Linked DNA regions of Mus musculus: region 2 is linked to region 1. A link is a contact called in public HiChIP or PLAC-seq data. All regions are on one chromosome and are shown on one strand. The core of a region is the stretch at or near the end of the contact, and the rest is flanking DNA. Distances in the headings are between cores, read along the strand shown. Region 1 overlaps Prkar1b (protein kinase, cAMP dependent regulatory, type I beta). Region 2 overlaps Dnaaf5 (dynein, axonemal assembly factor 5).

The links. HiChIP or PLAC-seq counts read pairs in DNA pulled down with a chosen protein or histone mark.
Region 2: an H3K27ac HiChIP or PLAC-seq map of embryonic stem cells shows a contact between it and region 1, with 7 read pairs. The contact joins two enhancer-like sites. A contact is called at or near these places in 6 of 39 promoter capture datasets (the 3T3-L1 cell line, 3T3-L1-derived adipocytes, frontonasal cranial neural crest and 3 more), 1 of 484 Hi-C or Micro-C datasets (nephron progenitors), 5 of 115 datasets of contacts at active chromatin or transcription factors (the SCID.adh cell line, craniofacial prominence, embryonic forebrain and 2 more) and 2 of 9 other capture datasets (adipose tissue and pancreatic islet).

What each region holds. Positions count from the first base shown.
Region 1 is chr5:139,033,045-139,035,993 of GRCm38.p6, reverse strand. The region is part of intron 9 of Prkar1b (protein kinase, cAMP dependent regulatory, type I beta); the gene reads left to right. Among named protein-coding and RNA genes, the nearest start is that of Pdgfa, 40 kb to the right of the region's middle. Within about 2 kb of position 1,418, at least 72 of the 459 cell types and tissues checked have an H3K27ac peak or open chromatin away from gene starts, as enhancers often do. A contact at or near this core is called in embryonic stem cells, where this site is marked.
Region 2 is chr5:139,165,502-139,168,450 of GRCm38.p6, reverse strand. Dnaaf5 (dynein, axonemal assembly factor 5) reads right to left here. Exons shown (of 13, transcript NM_001081265.2): 7 at 2,248-2,391. Among named protein-coding and RNA genes, the nearest start is that of Dnaaf5, 17 kb to the right of the region's middle. Within about 2 kb of position 1,415, at least 69 of the 459 cell types and tissues checked have an H3K27ac peak or open chromatin away from gene starts, as enhancers often do. A contact at or near this core is called in embryonic stem cells, where this site is marked.

The DNA.
Region 1 (2,949 bases), core at 169-2,668:
CAGTGGGAACTGTAGAGTTTCCAGAGTGCCTGTCACCTTCCCCTCCAGTGTTGTTTCCTGCCTCTTCCCCTCCTATAGTTCTGAAAGTCCTCTGCTCTGCATCGCTCTGTGATTGGTCATGGCTATGGGCTCTGTGTGATGCTCGTCTCGGAGTCTGTAGGAGCCCATCTTCAGGTTGAGAAGTGAAGGTACACTGGGCATGATGGTACACACCTATAATCCCACTGTTTGGGAGACTGAAGCAGGAAGATCGGGGGTCCTAGGCCAACCTGGGCATTGTGGAGTGGCCTTGTCTCCGTGAGGGAAAGAAAGGGAGAGAGAAGAACTCCAATGGAGTCAGGCAGCCCCAGCGACCCTCTTGTCTCTACTCCCCCAATCCTGGGCTTACAAGGATATGCTATGACACTTAACTTTTTATGTCAATGCTGGGGATCAAACTCAGGTCCTCAGGTTTGCACAGTAAGCACTTTGTCAGGTAAGGCATTTCCCCCATCTTCTCTTTGGCTTTTTCAAGGCAGCCTTACTCTGTAGATGAATTTGACCTTGAATTAGAAGTGGTCTGCTTGTCTCAGCCCCCTGAGAGCTAGACTAACAGGCACACCCCGCCCTGCTTTGTGTGTTTCACGTGTCCCTCCCCTCTCTTCATGTCTCTCTGGTGACAGGTGTGAGGTTTGACCTCAGGGTGCCCCTGATCTTCCAGAAGGTTCTGCTGTTTGGGGACAGTGTGTTGACTGCCAGTTACCTTGGGGGAATCTCAAGCAGTGGGGCTGGCCTGGAACCACCTTCTTCATAAGCCCCCACCATGCAGAAAGGTTTCTAAGAAGGCGTCTGCTTCCCAGGGTGGCCTTGGCATCAGTCAGCTTGAGCCTTCATTGACTGGAGATGAGGGAGAGGTTGGGCCTCATTCACATGAACAGTTATATTGTCTGGGCCTCTGGGATGTAACCCAACCCCAGGGGAAGGTATACTTTTCACAACCTTATAAAGTGTGTTTGAAGTGGTCTCCTTGGCAACGTGGCTTTTTTTTTTTTTTAAATACCCTTCTTCCTCTGTGATGAACTGAATCTGGAAAGTTAACCCACAGACCCCAAGTCCACGGGGACCAGAATGCATTGCTGGGGACTGTGCAGCTTATTCACACGGCTTGGGGGAGGCTCCGGCCACATCTAAGGCAGATGTGCATGGAGGGTCAAGCCCAGCTCCCTGCGGCTATGTCTGAGCTCCTCTTCTTGAGGCGTGAAGTCTCCTGTTTCTCTCACACCTGGGCTGCCCCTGCCCTGCCCCTGCCCCTGCCCCTGCCCCTGCCCCTGCCCCTGCCCTGTCTCACAGCCACATCTCTTGTGGTAGTTATCACACCGTCCTAGTGTGGATTTTCTGAACTTGTTTTGTAAACTGTGTCCTTGAGAGCTAGACTAACAGGCACACCCTGCCCTGCTCGAGGAGGACACTGGCAGTCCTGGGAAGCCTAGCTATGAAGCCCACATCTCTGTCCCCTGTTCCCTGCCCCCCTCCCCATGTCCCTGAGCCCCAATGCTCTGAGAGCTATAGGATGTCATACTGGCTGCCTGTGTGTGCCTGGCTCCTGCTACGCCAACAAGATGTGATTGTTTCTGGACCTGATTTCCACACCACTTATGGGGACATCCAGAAGGGGATTAATACCATTGGCTCCTGGGAGCCTCGCTACCACAAGGAGAACAGGCCGATTAAGGAGTTGGAGCCAGCTTATGTGCTTCGTAGAGGCATCTGCAGGGCTGCACCCTCCGAGGCCAAGTAGCTTGTTTCTCTTTGCTGTATTCACAGTGGCTACCCCTGAGCAGGATGGGAAGCTGCCAACTTCTCAGACACCTGATCCTCAGAGCTTCTAGAAAACACTCAGCAGGCAGGGCAGGAGCTGGGCGTGCCTCCTGCAGACACACCCACCGGTGGGAGCCAGGCGCCTAGGACACAAAGGTGGAAGTCACAAATCCGGGTGGTGCAGGGTCCCTGCTACTGTCTGAGCTCACTCCCTACTGTGTCACCTTCCTGCCTCTGTTCCCCTGGGGTGAGCTACCCTGGGCCAGGAGCCCTTGAGATAGGACAAAGCCTCTGCTGGGTCTGGGCCCTGTGTTTGGCAGGACACAGCTTTGGCTGGCCTCCTAGTAGGGGGTACCCTGGGCCTGGGCTGGGCCTGCCAGGACCTGCAGGCAAGGATGACCTCATCTGGATCCAAGGTCTCCCACAGCTCTCCAGGAAAACCCAAGAGGAGCTGGACAGGAGCTGGGTGGGAAAAGTGATTTCTCAGCAGCTCGGATTCCAGACCCGCATTCCTCAATTCAAGCTGCCCCCACCCCCACCCCGCCCACTGCCCAATTCCTGGGCCCTGATTGTGTGGCCAGGGAAGCAGCTGGACCAGGAAGGATGGCTTCCCATAAAATCTTAAGACTGAAATTGGGCAGCATGGGAAGTGTTGCCATGGGAACACGGCATTGGATTTATCTCCCCGCTTAGCAAATTAATTTTATGAATGTCCACAGTGTTGAAGCGACTGCAAAACAACACATTTCTCAGCTAGCCCCAGGCCTGGGAACACAGACCTAACATCAGAGTGCCTGCCTCCCTGCTGGGGTGTAGAGATTACCTTTGCAGGAAGAAGGAAGGCCAGATAATCACTGCATGTCCCTGGGGGTACCTGAATGCAGTGTAGACTAACCCAAGGTTAGTCTGGACCAGTGCTGGCTCAACTGTGCCAGGCACCGAGGCTCCCCGGGGTGTGTTTATGCCTCAAACTCACTGTCCTTACTCAGTGTCACCTCTATTCTCATGGCTCCTTGAGCTGTCTTTAATGTCATTCAGTTGGTTCCTATGTTCCTCTCTTTGGGAATTGTTCCTGGAGAAGGTTTAGGGGCCTGCAGGAGCTGTGTGGAACCATGCTTCAGATATTTCTCTAGAGTTAACTCCCTTGGCTTT
Region 2 (2,949 bases), core at 166-2,665, 130 kb before region 1:
CAGATAGGCAAATAGGTAGGGCCAGAGAGATGCTCAGCAATTAAGAGCACATACTACTCTCGAAGAGGACCCAAACTTAGTTCCCAGCATCATGATAAATAGGTCATATCCACAACTTTAAAGGAATTTTAAAAGAAGATTTATGTATGTATATGAGTACACTGCAGCTGTCTTCAGACAAACCAGAAGAGGGCATCAGATCCCATTACACATGGTTGTGAGCCACCATGTGGTTGCTGGGAATTGAACTCAGGACCTCTGAAAGAGCAGTCAGTGCTCTTAGCCACTGAGTCATCTCTCCAGCCCCCAGCTCACAACTCTTAACTCCATGGAATTTGAAACTCTTGTCCATCTTCTGCAGGTACTGCACTCATGTACACGTACACACACACACACACACACACACACACACACACAAAAATCAAAAAGTCTTTCAAAAATAAAATGGAAGGCAAAGAAAGAGAAACTCTGGATGATGCCAGAGGAATGGCATCGACACACACAGACACACACACACTCTCACACATACATGCACACACTCACACACACTCACATGTACATGCACACATACACTTACACACATAGTCACATGGAAAAGCACACATGCCCACACACACATACGAGCATGAAAAAAAAACCCTGTTACTATTTATAGATAGCTCTGGCAGGAAGATTAAGAGTTCAAAGTCAGCCTGCCCTACACAGAAAGACCACATTTAAAAAACAAAAGTCCAGCTGGGTGTGGTGATGCATGCCTTAATCCCAGCACTCAGGAGACACAAGCAGGCAGATCTCTATGAGTTTGAGTCTAGCCTGCTCTACAAAGTTAGTTCCAGGACAGCCAGGGAGAAACCCTGTGTCAAAAAACTAACCAACCAAAAACCAAAACAAACAAAACAAACACAAAAAACCATGTCTAGAGAGATGGCCCAATGCTCTCTTGTAGAGGTCCTGTGTTAGGGTCCCATGTCAGGGGGCTCACAGCCATCTGTTACTACAATTCTTGGGGATCCGATGTCTCTGGCTTCTCAGGACACATGTGGTCATGCCCACATACAAATACACATATGTACACAACTAAAAAAGCCAAAAACTCAAACAAAATAAAAGCCCTGAAACACTGAAGCTGACATGAAAGGCCCTAGCCCCACCCCCAGCTGCGAACAACCCTCCACCCTCACACCCACAACAAAGCCACCACCCAAATCTCCCAAACTGTAAAACTGAAGGCTGCCTTGCCTGCACCCTCCCCGCATAGCTCTCCTACCCAGAGCAGATCTCAGGGTTGAAAGTACTCGCTGGCCTCTCTGGAACCAACCACAAAGGTTAGTGGGGGGCTGAAGGAGGGTTTAATACACTAGGCAGTCCCTGACATTCCCCCAGGGCAGTGGGCCATATATATCTCTTCCTGACCTGATGGGTCTGGCTTCCTTCCTGTGGCCTGCACGCACAGCCTTGCTAGAACTCATAGTCCTATCAGTGACAAGCTGTCTTTGATGACATATGACACGTACTCTCTGCAAAGGTTTCTTCACAGAGAAGAATCTGAATAGAGAAAGTCCCCAACAAGAGAGGAAAAGGCCCCCTCAGGTAGGGTTCCACAGGAACCTAAGCCTCCTGCAGGCCCAGGGCGGTGGCTGAGAGCCTTACTCTGGGCTCACCCTGAAGAAGTAGCATCTGGCCCAGATGGTTATTGAGGCTCACAGGAATTCTACGTTAGGGATTTATGCATGTGCGCGCACGCGCACGGGAAAACAGAGGCTGACGCTGAGGGCCTACTTCAGTTATTCTCCACCTTATTTGTGAGACAGAAGTTTGCCTTCAGAAGTTCAGGGGTAGCCTGGGCTATATAATAAGGCCATCTAAAAAAACAGAACAACAACAATAACAAAAGCAAAATAAATAAATAAAATTAAAGCTTAAATGCAGAGTCAAGGGGACAGAAATAACTCTAAGAGCTGTGCTACACTGGACAGTCATCAGCCTTCACTATAGCTTTTGGCTGATCAGGAGCATTTTGAAGCACCAAGAGATTAGAGGGTCCGTCCAGCATCCCAATATGACTATATAAAGGGGTCATTCCCTGGAGGCCACCTTGTGAGAGACTCCTTCTAAATATTCTGAATTCATTCACCTTTGCTAGTCAAGCCTGCCCCAGGTGTGAAATTCAACCATGCTAAAGACTAACAGAAGACAACTACATTTCCTGTAGAGAGAGACTGTAGCTGCAGGGTGCTGTGCCCTTACCTTCTTCTCAAGACCCACGGCATCTGAGACTGCCATTATTGTCACCAGCACCTCCAGGAACTGCAGGCTGGCAGCTCGACAGTCTTCCTGACATACAGACAGCAGGGCCTGCACACACAGCAGCAGATGCTCCAGGTAGAGATTCTGGAAGACAACAGTGGGAGTTAGCATCCCTCCCTCCACAGCCCACTGCCAGTGTGGTACCCACCACGCACACACGCAGCAAGAGCCAGAGAAGTTGCTGCACCCCACTTGAGGGCTGCAGGCCTTGACCTGAACACAGCCACAGAGGAGGGCACAGTGGGCCAACAGGGAAGCTTCAGAGGGATAAAGAATACTTATCATGGGCCAGCAGATGGTGTGGGGTACTTTAATCCCAGTGCTTGGGAGTAGAGGTGAACTAAGGAGTTCAAGGCCAGCCTGATCTACAAGCGAATTCCAGGCCAGCCAGAGCTGCATAGAAAACCCCTGTTTCAAAACAACAACAAAACAAAACAAAACAAAAAATACACACTGTGAATGTTCACTTGTATCTTAAAACTGCCATTTGTATTTATTCTGCGCTTTATGAAACCTGTGAAACAGACATGGGATAAGAATAAAGGCCTGACAGTGGTGGCACACTGCCTTTAATCCCAGTTCTCAGGAGGCAGAGGCAGAAGGATTTCTGAGTGAGTTCCAGGACAGCCAGAGCTATACAAA